Regions from separate parts of the Mus musculus genome. Here region 1 is linked to region 2. Evidence: chromatin contacts called from public Hi-C data. All regions are on one chromosome and are shown on one strand. Each heading gives the region's core, a stretch centred on a gene start, on an enhancer-like site or on the middle of the called end of the contact. The rest is flanking DNA. Distances are from core to core; before and after follow the strand shown.

Region 1 (3,271 bases), core at 403-2,902, 58 kb before region 2:
AAACAAAACAAAACAAAACAAACAAACAAACAAACAAACAAAAACCTGATCCTAAGTGTGGCATCTCCCTGTTTAAGTGAGGGGAAGGAAAGACAGCAGAATTCATAGCTCATTGCTGTCTCCATCTACTTTCCTTTGAAACTCTCTAGCCATGTCTTGAGTGAAAGCCCTAGCTAGAACGACCACTCTGAGGACGTGGCATTACCTGGGAGACCAAGACCAAATTGGTCATTTGGTGGGAAGCCTTTTCAGTTAAGTTTGGAAGGAGAAACACCAGAGCCCGGGATCTTGGATTATTTTGTTGCAAGCTTGTTTGGCTGGGGTCACAGTACAATATGCTACTTCATTGAACATTATATTTAGAACTGTCAGAATTGTGCGACAGGTACCATAGTCCAGGCCAAAAACAAGGACAATTTTTGTTCCACATTTATTTTGATTTAAATAATCATTTCCAGCTGTAAAAGAAAGACAATCCTGTGATAGGTACCACCCTGCAGCTGACATTTATTCTATTAAACACTGCTACAGACAATCTCCTGGTATTCGGAAGTGTTTGTTACTTTTCTATTGCTATGTTACTTATGCTACTTCTGTTACTTCTATGAGGCAACTCATAGAAGGAAGGTTTTATTTGTGCTTACAGTTCCAGAGAGCTCAGAGTCCATCACAGTGGGGAAGGTTGACCATTCTCATCCAAACCACCACACTTGGGAAGTTTGGCGAGCTGCTAAAGTGCTTGCTCACAGGGCCTCTAAAACCTCAAAATGCACCTTCACTTGTTCTGGAATCTTCTGTGAATTGAGGCCCTTGGACCCAAGTTAGATGTATTAACTCCTACTGGATCGATTAGCTCATAGAACATCTATGCCCTGGCACACACCATCTGGTGGTCTGTCTCATGGCCAGCAGCAGACCTGGGCTGCCACTCAAATACGAGGCTTGCTCATGAGCAGTGAACACTTGGCTTGGTGGTGACTGTCGGTAGAGCCCTTTTCAGAGTAGAGCATTCCAGGGAACTGCCCTCTACAACTACAGCTTTGCAGGCTCAGTTTACCCCATAACCCTGCCTTGCTCCTGCCCCTCCCCCTCCCTTGCCTCTGCCCCACCTAGCTTCTTCCATTTCAGGGCACCTGGCCCAGGCACGGTCTATCCAGATGGTGGCAGATGGCTGGTCCTCAGACCAATGACTGGCAGACTCATTGGCGTCTAGCCATGGAGGGAGGCGACAGTTTCTAAATAAGTTGAGAAGAGGCCACTGCTTTCTTTACCTTGGGAGCACAGACCTCAAGCCCAAGCTTGTAAAAGCCAGGACCCCAAGGTCCTGAATACCATGGCAATCCTGGATGCTGGAGGCAATGCTTCTGGGCGCTGAGGAGGAGGGGTGTCTACAGCTTTCTCTTTCAGTGGCTCTCTTCTTCCTTAGCTGATGCTTCCCGACACTTCCCTCAGTCTTGGTATCTTAGCCCTCTCCTAGGCTAAGACTTTTTCATTCATCACAGATGCCTGGCTTCCCCGCCCCCCCACCCCCCAATCCCTTCTTAGTCTTTCTTTCACTTTCAAGTTTTCATTGGCTCACAGTTGTGTGAGAAAGAAAGAGTGAGTGATTCACTGGGTTGCCTGGCTGAGGGGTGAGATCACTGCTGCCCCTGCAGAGAGTGGGTGCTGTGTGCTAGCCTGGAGACTGAAGAAAGCAAGCGGAGGACCGCTCTCCCCAGAAGACCATCTGGCTGAGACAGCCGAATGCTAATCTGTAGCTTTCATTTCCTTTATTCCTCTTGGTTTGTTCTCTTCATCTGCAGCTGTACATTCAGACCCAGCCCCTGTGAAGGCAAGCGCTCATTTGGGGAGCATGTTTATTTGCCCCCCCACCCCCCATGCTTCTTCTAGGTGTCGGGAAGCCATTGTTATCAATGGTGGGTTCTATGTGGCTTTAATGTCAGTGCTGCACTTTCAGATGGAAATCAGGCAATTATGTGCCACATAGAGAAACCTGACAGATGCAGAGGTTTTACACAGCTGGCCCTGTCTGTGGGACAAAGGCACCTGGTGCTCCCCCGAGGGATCATTACATAAGTAGAATATGTTTTGAGAGCACAGAAAAACTCAAGAATAATTAACTGTGGGGTGAGCATTCATAGACTCTGGGGCTGTGTTAACTTCAAAATGTGATAATGATATGTCAACCAACTGGCTGAATCATTCTTTAAAGGTGGCTTGAGAGACTCTGTCTCCCAAAGAGAAACTGCTCTGAGTTTCTGCATGGTGCAGTCCGAAAATTTTCAGAGGATTCTGAATTCTTTCCCCTCAGGGGTTCAACTTGATGTGAGGTGAGGAGGAAATGACAGCAGTTCCATGTCTGCATTCAGTGGGGTCTAATGATGGCACTCTCTTAGATCTTAGTGGCCTATCTAAGCCATCAGCATCTACCCAGGAACTTGGGTTCACATATATAGCAGGACCATTGTGGTACCCAGCTGAAGTCCTTTGAGCATTACACAGGTATGGTTTTTAGCCACACTGCGCAGACAGGAAACTGAGGTACAGACCTAGGACTTGGCCTTCAGACCCACCCTACCCCAACTCTGATCTTAGCTCTCAGCCATTGGCTAGAGCCGTCTCTGTGTTGGAAGCAGAGACTGTACTCCTGACACAGCAGCTCCAGTCAGATATGTGCTGTCAAGAACAGAACAGGAGAGACCTAAAGAAAAGTTACAGTGTGATTTTTCACTGGAGACGTCCAGCTATTAAAAGAGACTGAAACATGAAGTCCCAGCTTTAAGTGTTCCAGCATACATTTATAGTTTACCACAGGCTACGGTGTCCCCAGGTCTAGTCAGGGCTCCTGTTGGCTGTGGAGCAAATACTTAGAGGTTTTTTGACCCTTTGACTCCAGCAGACCCTGGAGTCTCCCCCAGATCCCTGAGCTGTGGTTTTAGATTATGCACAGCTGTGGCAGTTTAGAACAGAAAAATATAGGGGATTCTGTAACTCTCAGAAAAAATGATTCTAAAAATACAATATTTGTATTTATCCTTTGAGAATTTCATACATGTATAAAATATGTCTTGGTCATATTCACCCCCCACTCTATCCCAAAAGTAATTTTTAAACTCAGCATATGATAAACAAATTAAGCAGGTTTACGCAGGGCTCTTACTCCCTTTGCAAAGCTACAAATGCCAATTTTGAAAGACTGTGAAGCCCTGTTTTAGAGACATTGTATAAATCTACCAAAACTGGACACATTAGGAACAAAACAGATTTGCAA
Region 2 (2,983 bases), core at 404-2,903:
GATTGCAAAAAGAATGATTAGGGATCCTACTACAAAAATCAAATATACTGATGTAACAGAAGGGTGAAAGGAGGCTCTCCCCTCTCCCAGCTAAACTAAGGTGTTCAGCTAGCCTTCTGATGGCTCACCAACACCAGGAATTCTCACTAGCTGCTTTACCAAGCACTATCAGTGAGGTTACGGCTTAACTGGACTCATCATAGGCAGCTGGAGTCAGGACGAAGCCGTATCAACCACTTCAGAAAACCATTCTGCAGAACTAAAGCTAACCCAACAAGCACCCAAAAGCAGCTTCCACTCCAGGATACAGACACTCCGAAGAAATGAATGCCAATGTCCACCAACAGCCTCAAAAGAATGCTGCCAGAGGTGTAACTCCTACTAGGTGCAAACCAGGAGGAACACCTAATGCCATCCATCCTCCGGAGAGTAGTAGCATTGATATGCATACAGCAAACCAGAAGCAATTTTTAAGAACCAGCCAACAAAACCCATGGAACAGCCATGGATGGATCTGGCAGACGTGGTACGGAGGGAAGGAAGACAGATACAAAAGTCACAGGGGTCCAAGCAGGCAAAACTAATTTGATGACAGAAAGCCTGGGGTTCTCTAGAAGACGGGTGTATGAGCTGCTAGCTGGAAAGCTACTCTTCTTGGTCAGCAGCATACAGGGTTCAGTTGAGTGAGCTGCAAACCCAAAATCCATACACTTGAATGTGTTTAACTTTTTACACAGGAGAGAAGCTGTGTATCCAAAGTAAGTGTCAGGTCGTTACATAAAGATTATAAAAATTATCATCACTGGATATCTATACCCTGGTGAAATATATTTGCTGTAAAAATGCTCTGCATTTGCTAAACTAAAACTCAAAATTAAAGTGACTGGGAAGTTTCCTTCTTCACGCGTATTCTAACATCAAATGTATCATTGTAAAATGACAGAGTGTTTCTGGCTTGCATTCCCTAACCCAAATTTATTTCACTTGCCCTCCTCATATGGCAATGGCTGTCGCATGCCACCACATGCCCTGATAGCTGGTCATCATCTACAGGGACACTGAGTGGCCTGGTTCTGGGATTTTTGACTGTCACCATGTCCTGGAATTGTTTCAAACCACGCTCACATAAACCCCATCCAGGCTCCCTTATGCCTGGCCACCCTTGCCTTTCCAGAGCAGCAGAGCGGCTCAGCATGGGACTACTGCGACCTCTGGTTTGGAGCTGGTAAGATTCTAGACGCTGAGCTACAGAGATCCAGTAACTCCCAGGGGACAGCAGAGTCCCGGGACCCCCGCTGCCCGCCGCAGGCCGAGTGGCTGGACCCGCCCCAGGGAATCCGCGCAAACGCTGCCGTCGCTTCCGGGTTTGGAGTTTTCCCGCGTGTTGTGACACGTGACCAGGATGCTTAGCAAAGCGCGGGGCACCGAATCCGGGTCCGCGCTCGCTAGGACCTTGCGGACCGGTGCTGGCCTGGGAAAAAAAAAAAACCCGCGCTGCCGCTGCCGCCACCAGCGACCTAGGCCCACGCGCCTCCCGCGTTTACCTGGAAGTAGGAACACTAGCTGCCTGGCCGCCAAGTCCCCGCGGTCCCGACCTCCGGCCATGGTCGCGCCCTGCCGGAAGTGGCGCCGAGGGGCCCGCCAACCGGGGCCACCAGCCTGCCTCCATTTCCGGGCCCGCCCGCTCGGCTTCCTTTTTTGAAATCTGCGCGGGCCCTGCTGTCAGTGGAGGGTGTGGAGCTCCTCGTTTTTCTCACTCTCATTCTACGGGCGCTGCTCGTGCGTGTATTTCATACATTGAGGTTCCTAATGCGGGCGAGCAGCCTTCAAATTGGCTGTGGGCCAATTTGATAGTTAAGGTAATTTTTTAAAGATACAACCCAAATTATGCTTATAATTTGGAGTTCAACATACGAATTTGTTATTTAGGATAAATCTTTAGAGTATTAACGAGACTTAGTTTGGGTGTGGTTTGGTTTTGACACAAGGTCCACCACCCAGCGGGGACTGACCTTCAAAGTATGCCGCCCTGGCTGGCTTTGAATACTGGATCAGGAACCTCCCAAGTGCTAGAATGGTTGTGAGCAAAAGTGGTGTCTTGTTGCCTAGGGCTCACCTCGGGGCTATAGAGAAAACAATTAAGCCCTGACTAGGGAGGTGGAGAGGGGATTCTCTCAAAGGGCCAGCTGCCGATCAGGAAGCTTGTTCTGAAGTGTTCTTTCTAGGCAGACTATGCACTTTATGTCTTTTGTTATCCAGTCTAGTGGCACTTTGTATTTTGTTTTTGTAGAGGGAGCAATGTGAGACACAGGCAACATAAATGTGGAGGTCTGAGTTATAAAGGTGGTCAAAGCTTTTGAGAAATTACATAGAGCAACCAGAAGTTGGTCTGGATCTTAAAACATAGGCTGAGATTCCCTCCTGAGGCATGAAGCCCTTAAAAATACCCACCTCTGAACAACAATATGAACTAACCAGTACCCCCAGAGCTCATGTCTCTAGCTGCATATGTAGCAGAAGATGGCCTAGTCGGCCATCATTGGGAAGAGAGGCCCCTTGGTCTTGTAAACTTTATATGCCTCAGTACAGGGGAACACCAGGGCCAAGAAGTGGGAGTGAGTGGGTAGGGGGGGGTGGTATGGGGGACTTTTGGGATAGCACTTGAAATGTAAATGAAGAAAATACCTAATTAAAAAAAATATATATATAATACCCACCTCTGACCAGACCATTGTAAGACCACGAAAAAATAAGGCCACGCAGGGACATTTCGTGATTCTCTCAGACAAAAGCAAGATCAGTGTCATTTGTGCAGCAACTGTCCCAGCACTTGGCCACAGTGAGAACTGCTTTACCCAGTACAGCTCTATTCCTGTGCTAGTCTCCCCTGGCTGTGGATAAGAGTCAGGAAGATGAGTCAGGATACAAAGACAGAAGAGGACTCTGGAGGGAAAGGGGTCCCCCTAGGACTGGCTTTGCGTTT

The links. Hi-C and Micro-C count contacts between places; a contact is called where the count stands out from the background.
Region 1: a Hi-C map of muscle stem cells shows a contact between it and region 2, with 2.0 times the contacts expected there. The contact joins the enhancer-like site here to the promoter of Rnaseh2b in region 2. A contact is called at or near these places in 1 of 39 promoter capture datasets (macrophages), 1 of 15 datasets of contacts at CTCF or cohesin (large pre-B cells), 7 of 484 Hi-C or Micro-C datasets (CD8 T cells, cerebellar granule neurons, liver and 3 more), 2 of 115 datasets of contacts at active chromatin or transcription factors (embryonic stem cells and fibro-adipogenic progenitors) and 2 of 9 other capture datasets (adipose tissue and liver).

The regions. Positions count from the first base shown.
Region 1 is chr14:62,388,017-62,391,287 of GRCm38.p6, reverse strand. The region is part of intron 2 of Gm46457 (a long non-coding RNA gene); the gene reads right to left. It also overlaps a transcript of Gucy1b2 not described here. Among named protein-coding and RNA genes, the nearest start is that of Gm46457, 10 kb to the right of the region's middle. Within about 2 kb of position 1,652, at least 91 of the 459 cell types and tissues checked have an H3K27ac peak or open chromatin away from gene starts, as enhancers often do. A contact at or near this core is called in cerebellar granule neurons, muscle stem cells and uterus, where this site is marked.
Region 2 is chr14:62,330,738-62,333,720 of GRCm38.p6, reverse strand. It overlaps Rnaseh2b (ribonuclease H2, subunit B), which reads right to left and starts at 1,653. Exons shown (of 11, transcript NM_026001.3): 1 at 1,545-1,653. The coding sequence starts at 1,605. Gm41173 (a long non-coding RNA gene) reads left to right here and starts at 1,666. Exons shown (of 2, transcript XR_874686.3): 1 at 1,666-1,859.